Linked DNA regions of Mus musculus: region 2 is linked to region 1. A link is a contact called in public HiChIP or PLAC-seq data. All regions are on one chromosome and are shown on one strand. Each heading gives the region's core, a stretch centred on a gene start, on an enhancer-like site or on the middle of the called end of the contact. The rest is flanking DNA. Distances are from core to core; before and after follow the strand shown. Region 1 holds the start of Etfbkmt (electron transfer flavoprotein beta subunit lysine methyltransferase). Region 2 has its middle 48 kb from the start of Resf1.

Evidence for each region. HiChIP or PLAC-seq counts read pairs in DNA pulled down with a chosen protein or histone mark.
Region 2: a contact with region 1 is called in an H3K27ac HiChIP or PLAC-seq map of embryonic fibroblasts, with 17 read pairs. The contact joins the enhancer-like site here to the promoter of Etfbkmt in region 1. A contact is called at or near these places in 1 of 39 promoter capture datasets (macrophages), 12 of 484 Hi-C or Micro-C datasets (ECoMG myeloid progenitors, the G1E-ER4 cell line, the MC38 cell line and 7 more), 15 of 115 datasets of contacts at active chromatin or transcription factors (the SCID.adh cell line, bone marrow-derived macrophages, differentiating embryonic stem cells and 10 more) and 5 of 9 other capture datasets (adipose tissue, embryonic stem cells, liver and 2 more).

What each region holds. Positions count from the first base shown.
Region 1 is chr6:149,139,029-149,143,098 of GRCm38.p6, reverse strand. Etfbkmt (electron transfer flavoprotein beta subunit lysine methyltransferase) reads right to left here and starts at 1,586. Exons shown (of 5, transcript NM_001252095.1): 1 at 1,395-1,586; 2 at 384-493.
Region 2 is chr6:149,259,227-149,263,254 of GRCm38.p6, reverse strand. No RefSeq gene overlaps it. Among named protein-coding and RNA genes, the nearest start is that of Resf1, 48 kb to the left of the region's middle. Within about 2 kb of position 2,329, at least 95 of the 459 cell types and tissues checked have an H3K27ac peak or open chromatin away from gene starts, as enhancers often do. A contact at or near this core is called in ECoMG myeloid progenitors, the G1E-ER4 cell line, the MC38 cell line and 9 more, where this site is marked.

The DNA.
Region 1 (4,070 bases), core at 337-2,836:
ACTATGTAGACCAAACAGACATCAAATTTGTAGTGTTCCTCCTCCCTCCAAGGTTTATTGTTGCTTGGGTCAGATCCAGGGCTTCATGCATTCAAGGCAAGCACTCTACCATATGAGCTTTAAGGTTTACAGCAGAGTAATATGGGAATTACTGTGTATTAGGATACCATGTCTTCCCAGCACTGGCAGTTTGGTTATGAAGTTATAAAGCCAATCTAGGTAGGTACTCAAATTATGTTACTGGAATGACATCAGGCTGGGCACAATAGTAAACTCCTGGCCTTTAATCTGAGCACTTGGGAGGCAGAGGCAGGCAGATCTCCATGGAAAAAGGAAACAATGATAAGAATTCAAGTCAGCCCTGTCTGTGTACTCGGTAATACCTGATTGAACTGGCATTACTGTCTAAAGGTTCTTGATTGGATTCAGTTTTCTCTGCCAAGAGTTTAAAAACTTCTGAGCTCAACAGGTAGCAGTGGAGAAATATCAAAACCTGAAGACAGAAGCAGACAGAATCAGATGTTGAAGAAATGCTTTTATTGGGGTAAAGAAACACACACATGCAGCAAACGCAGAGAAAAAGCCCCTCCTCGGCAAAGCAGAGGGTAGCTGAAAATAGTCCCTTCTTGAGAATTGGGGGGACGGGTTGTTTTTGATTTTGAAGTCTCTGAAGAGGTTTCCTCCCCTAATTTAGTGTGAGTCACTTTGAAGAATGAGAAAATGGTTGAAAAACTGCCCTGATCTGGCTTTGAACTTTTTGAACCAGGCCATCAGCATGGGAAGGAGAAAAAGCTACAAGGCTTTTTAAATTGCCAGGCTTTTTTTTTTTTGGTCTTGGGTCAGGTGGGTGAGGAAAAGCCAACCATCTTTAAAGTTTTCCACCTTTATTACCCATCCATGGCCCCTCTTCCTATCTGCCCACTGTAGGACTGCCTCCCTGTACTACTACTTTACAAAAAGACAGACAGACAGACCGGATGGATGGATGAACGAATAAACGAACCGAACCAACCAACTAACCAACCGCCTAGAAAGAAGGCTCGGGTATTAAGAGAGCTGCTTTTCTTCTACAGGTCCACAGATTCCAATGTCTTAGCTTCTGGAGACACATTCTGGCCTCCACAGGCGCACGTGCACACACAGATAAAGTACGTAAACAAGCAAACAGTGCAGGGCATTTCTCTAATTTCATTACTTGGGAAGCTAAGTAAGGCAGGGCTGCCTCTAACTCGAAACAGTCTAGGCTACATTGCAGCCCAGAGACTACAACCTGAGACTCTGTGCCAAGCAAACAAAAAGGTTAAACTCCAAACAATGTTGTGACCACGTTACTTTCCTCCAAAACAAAGGACAGGAGTCTACTTTAAAGGGTAGTGCAGTCCTTGTGGCCTTACCTGACTTTATTCGATCAGCAAGTGGAACTCGCCCTTCACGTGCAGGAGAAAAAAAAAAACAAGTACGGTAGGTCTCCTTTTTCGGGAGAGGAAGACTGAGCCCGTGGCTCTAACTACACAGCGTAGTGGGTACGTGAAGGCGGCGAAATTTGGAACCAATGAGACGCGGAACGCGGGGCCGCCCGGACCGAAGGGCTTACGCACCGGCTCCGCCCTCTTTCGAACTGTGTTTTGTTTTGGATGTCCCTCGGTTCCCAAGGCAACTGGGAACGCCGAAGCCCTAACCTGGCGACTCCTCAGGTCAGACCCTATAGACCTGAATGAAGCGCAATTGCACAACTCGTGTGAGCCATGTCTGCGAATTCTGATTTCTAAAACCTCTTGCTGGACTTATGCTGCTAGCACTGTATGCCAAGCATACTGTTAAGAGTATGAACCTGGAGTGGCAAGTAAAGTTTTATGACATTCAGTTGCGGTGTGTCATAATTATAAAGTCACACGTAAGACTGTTTTCAGCCTGTAGGTTCAGGATCTATTATATCCAACTTTCTAATGACTAAATTTTCCACTGGCCCCTCAACTCAAGACTTCAAAATTAACCCATTTCACCTTCATTACCGAAAATCTGCTATGATGTACAAGAAAGAAAAACATCCCAAACTAAGAAAATGGCAAACCATGTTGCTGTATCTAAATTTACAAATTGAAAAATGTTCTTCAGATGCCTGGTCAAAATCTGATTTGGGGCTTGGGGATGTAACTCAGTTATTATGAATGTTTATATAGCATGAGACCCTGGGATCCATCTCTAATTCTAGCACTTAGGAGAGGATGGTTCAAGGTCATACTCAGCAAGTTAGAAGTTAGCCTGGGATAGATGAGACACGGTCTCAAAAGGAAAGGGAAAGGGAAAAAGGGAAAGGGAAAGGGAAAAGGGAGGGAAGGAGAGGAGAAGGGAGGGGAGGGAAGGGAAGGGAAACAAAACCTGGACTCTATCTAGGTGGCTCAATGAGTAGAGGCCCACTGCCAAGCCTAACAACCTGAGTTTCTCAGGACCTACATGGTAGAAGGAAAGAAGAACTGTCCTCTGACTATCACCCCCAACACACACACACACACACACCAGAATACATACATGTAATACAAACTTTAGAAATCTGTATTTAGCGGCCAGAGAAATGCTCAGTGGTTGAACATGTATAGTGCTTGCCTAGGATCTGAGTTCTCTTCTCAGACCCATATAGGGTGGTTCACAATTCCTGTGATCCCAGCTCCAGGAGATCTGATATCTCTGGCCTACTTGGGTACTTCGTACTCATGTACGAAGACATACCCAGACACACATAATTAAAAATGAAAAATTTAAAGTTCCAGATGTAGTGACATGTGCTTCAAATCCCAGAATTTAGCCAGTATAGGTAGGTGAAGCTCTGTAAGATAAGGGCCAACCTGATCTACATAGCAAGTCCCAGACCTAGTGAGATCCTATCTCAAAAATGGGGGGTTGGGAGGGTTGGAGGAATTTTTAAAAATCGGAGACTGGCAGTGGTGGCATATGCCTTTAACCCCTCAGGAGGCAGAGGCAGGTAGATCTCTGTGAGTTCAAAGTCAGCCTGGTCTATAGTGCCAGTTCCAGAACAGTCAAGGCTAGACCAAGAAACCTTGCCTTAGACAGACAGACAGACAGACAGACAGATAGATAGATAGATAGATGATAGATAGATCTGTACTTATAACTTACCCTCTCATCCTGTCCTTTCATGATAGATATATAGTTCTACCAGAGCTAAACCTTTAGTCCAGGGCCCTGTGCTTTCCTTTTAATGATTTCCCAGCTGTTCATAACTAAAATCTCTAAGAGCCTGTAAGGAGAACACCACCATTATACCAAGTAACAGCCCCAAATGTATTATCCTTTGCCTCGAATGAATGGTATGCTCCTTTCTGATAATGGGAGGACTGTTGCATTGACCAATCATATTTTGACACAAGGGATTAAATGAGGAGGTTAACACTGATGACTAGGCCTTATCCAGGTCACCTGATTTCAGGGTCATTGAGTCAGCCTTTGCAGCCAGGTCACCTCCTGGACTCTGACCTGAAATTTAGGGTGACAGAGGAATAAAGAAGTGGGCAAGCAGCATGTAGTCAATTAAGTCAAGACAGGCAGCACACTTATGACTTGTGTGCCTCAGTTTAGATAACAGGATAGCAGCATCTTCCCTTCTTAACATTCTTTACTGGTTAACAGACAAACATGAAACATCTGAATAAGGACAGGAGTTGGGACCTGGGGCCTGGAAACAGAAACTCAATTTTGATCCTGCCAGCAAGGTGGAACGTCTTCCTGCGATGAAAACTCAGCAGCAAGTATCAGAGATTGTGTTGGTTTGACTATGCTTGGCTCAGGAAGTGGCACTATTAGGAGGTGTGACCTTGTTGAAGGAAGTATGTCACTGTGGGGCTGGGCTTTGAGACTCTCCTTCTAGCTGCCTGAAAAACAGTTCTCTGCTGGTTATCAAACTTTTAGTCAGAACTCTCAGTTCCTCCTCCAGCACCATGACTGCCTGCCTGTTGTCATGCTTCTTGCCATGACTAAACTGTAAGCCAGCCCCGGTTAAATGGTGTCCCTTATAAGAGTTACCTTGGTCATGGTGTCTCTTTATAGCCATGGAA
Region 2 (4,028 bases), core at 1,080-3,579, 120 kb before region 1:
GTGGGGATGTTAAGAACACTTCTTACTCTAAAGTTAATTTTTTCAGCTTCTTTACTAGCAGGGCAGTGGCTACTAGGGCCCTTATATATTTAGGCCATCCAGCTATGACCAGGTCAAATCTATTCAATAGATATGTCAATGGCCAGGATCCCAGGAATTGTATAAGGACCCCCTTGACAATGCCCCTAGCCCCATCCACATACAAGTGGACTGGCTTAATAATATCTTAGAAGCCAGAACCAGGGAAGACACCAGAGCTTTTTCCAAGGCTTTGAAAACCTTCTGTCCAGTCTCAACCCATTCTGGGGACTTCAAACACCTGGTGCTGGCATAGATTAGGTTGGCTATCTCAGAAAGTCCTATGATCTATAACTAGCAGTAATAAACTGCCCCCCCCCGGAATTTTCATGCTTGTTTTTTCAATATGAAAGTGAGATTTTGCAGGATGGCTGATATACAGTTTGGAAAAGTATCTGCCTCCCTTCCTCTAGGTTGTAGCTTGGGTATATGACCTGAGGGACACAAAGCTGAGGACACATAGCTGACTCTATATGCTGGGGTTTGAAGGATCTCTAACAGAGCTTCTGTTGCCTATTTACATTTCTTCTCAGTGGCCAAAGCTATGAGGAGGCCATCTGATACCATAGCAGGGTACTTTTTTTTATATACTTTGTCTAAATATATAAAACAGATCTGTACTCAAGGCTTCCTCAGACAATGTTGGTGAGTGTTTGAACTCTTGCAGCAACCAAATCCATGTTAGTTAACTTTTATATCTACTCTCTGGATCTGTCCATTCAAAAGCAAATATGGTTTGACTGGCCAGATCCACTGGGAGGCAGAAGAAAGTATCCTTTATATCTAGCATCATATAGATCTTTCTTTTTGAAAGAAACAGGCTGGGCTGAGGGTGGGGGGGTTGTTATAAGTGTACTTCGGGATGGATGGTTTCTGTTCATTTATTTACTTCCCTCAAATACTGTACTGGTCAAAGTTTTGAGTACTGTGTTTCAGTATGGGAAGCAAGGGAGTGTTCCATGGAGAATGACAGGAAATGAGAATTCCTGACTGCCTCAGTTGCTTGATGTGTTTGTTAATTCCTGGCCCATGGGGCATTGTTTAACCCACACTGGTATTGCAGAACTTAATAACTGAACTACAATGGGCGCCAGTGTGCTATCAAGCCTAGTGGATTTCCTTCTGCTCAAATATCAGGTACCTTGAGTTATGTAGATAGCGCTTCCTTCCTAGTGGCAGAGTTCTCATATAAGAGAGACTCCTGGAATAGAGAATAGGTGATCAGAATGCTCACAGGGGTTTGGCCTGAGTCTAGAGTTAGATAAGCCAAGTTTTCCTCAAAAGAGATGATGGCTCTGAGTTTTTGTAACAAGTCCCTCTCAGTCAGTGGGTATAGAAAATAATCTGGCATAATCAGAAGAGAGTGAGTTATAGTCTCCTACAGGCTCAGAGATATCCATGGGAAATAGAGTGTTTGGCCTATAGCTCTTTGGATCACTATTTTCTTGGAGGTGAGGAGTCTAAGTAGTTCTTTCAAGACAGAGTGAGCTGACCCAGTGTCTATCAGGAAGTTGACAGGTTCCCCCCATCCTTATGGTCATCCTGGATTCCCAGGGACTAAGTCATATTGCTAAGTTATATATAGTTACTAAATATATATATATATATAACTCCCCTGTCCCCTTCAATTTAGTTGGAGAATGGGACAGCTTCCCTTTTTTTTTTTTTTTTTTTTCTTTCAGCTAGTGCTTTCCTTCTTCCTGTGGCCCTTCTGCTTAAAATAGGCACATTTTCCAAACATTTTCTTTCCCTTTCTTCTAGCCCATTTTCCCTATTTTCTCTCTTAACTTTTTTTTGGTTTTCTTTCCCTGTCTGTTTTCAGCTGATTCTTGGTTGTCATAAACTTTCTGAGCAATTTCCAAAAGCTGAAATCTATCCATACCCTCAAATCCCTCTTAATTTTTGGAGCTTTCTTTTTATGTCTGGGGCTGAGTGCATGACAAAGCCATGGAAAAACCACAACTTGTTCCAGGAGCCAAGCCACCCCTAGCAACAGCTATAACTTTTGTAACAATAGTCACTCCACCCTGAATAACAGCCAATCAGCTCCTAAGAGGAAAGTACCTAATGTTTCAGATGTTTTGAAATAGATTACACAAGTTAACCACAATTGTGCATAAGAAGCTGAAATCATTACTAGACAATAGAAATGTGCAAAGATACGATTTTCAAATATTAACCAATCATGTAACTGCTGTGTTGGAAGGCCCTCTAGCCTGCCGTACATGTGATAAAAAGGCAAGGCTTCATCATCTCAGGACCTCCCACACCTATCCACTGTGTTAGAAAGGTTGGAGAGTCCGAGCTCAGGCTTGAATAAAGACTCTTTGTTTTTGCATATGAGTCAGATTCCTTGTGGTCTCTGGTGTTACATGGGAACCTCTCAATTTGGGTATAACCCAATCAGGGAGGATGGCAAAGGAGAAGGCTTGAAGACACCAGAACAACCAGGGAGGTAGGAAAATGACACTCCATAAAAGGCAGGGAAAACCAATAGTTCACATGAGCAAGTATTATTCTTTTTTTGTTTGCTTGCTTTGTTTGCTTTCTTTTTTGTTTTGTTTGTGTGTGTGTGTGTTTTGTTTTTTGTTTTTGGAGACAGGGTTTCTCTGTGTAGCCTTGGCTGTCCTGGAACTCACTTTGTAGACCAGGCTGGCCTCGAACTCAGAAACCTGCGTGCCTCTGCCTCCCAAGTGCTGGAATTAAAGGGGTGCGCCACCACACCCAGCTTGCAAGTATTATTCTGTTAAAGTCATATAAGGAACTGGAAAACATTCTTTGTATTTAACAACAACAACAACAACAACAAAAGGGTTTAATTGGAGATCCAAGCCTAGAAGTACAAAACACTATAAATAATGACTAGAATTCTGAAAATAAAGTTGAAGGAGTTTTACACAATGATTTCAAGACTTACTACATCCAGAAGTGCAGTATTAGGAATGTAAAAGAAACTCAAAGTAATAGGATTAATGGTATAAAGGATTTACTAGTAGAATTGCTTAGGAGACAGCAAATCACAGAAATTAGAATTGAGCTAAGGGAATGCTGCCTCCAAAATATCTCCAAAATAAATAATATGCTAACCAGGCCTATTAGAGACAAACAAAATTTCAATGCTAAGATGTAAATGTTCACCAGGACTGAGACATTAAGTTCATTCCCAAAGAAAATGCAACTAACTGGAAGCACAAGGGGACAGCATGAGCCTACAACCTGGGCTGCCATAGAGCCCTCAGTTCTCTTTTTTAAAAAAGAATAATTCAAGCCGGGTGTTCCAGGACAGCCAGGGCTATACAGAGAAACCCTGTCTTGAACAAACCAAAAAAAAAAAAAAAAATAATAATAATAATAATAATAATAATAATAATTCTGCTGGGTGGTGGTGGCCCCAGCACTCAGGAAGCAGAGGCAGGCGGATTTCTGAGTTCGAGGCCAGCCTGGTCTACAAAGTGAGTTCCAGGACAGCCAGGACTCTACAGAAAAACCCTGTCTTGAAAAATCAAAACAAAACAAATCAAAAAAAAAAAAAAAGAATAATTCTTCCAGATGGGCAAGATAGCCCCAGGCAACAATACTGGCAATATATTTGATGTATAAACCTTCCACCTGCCCAAGTGGCAAGACCTGTAGACTCCTGTCTGTGTTTAAATTTTTTAAAATGTAATCTAGGGCTGGAAATTAAAATATTTAAGGATCACAACATATGTAAAATTCATAAGTATATGGCATATATAGGTATGTCAAATCTTCTGTTTAGGATCAACTCTTATTTGAATACTAGCCTAGGCCAAACAAGCACTATTAAAGAGCTTTTTCTTTGTTAATCTCCAAATGTGTATAGCAATTTCCCATTGGGAAGGCATTTTACTTTTGTAACACTAGGAGGTTATCTTGTTGTAGACAGACAGACAGACAGCAGACACACACACACACAAAATTACACAATG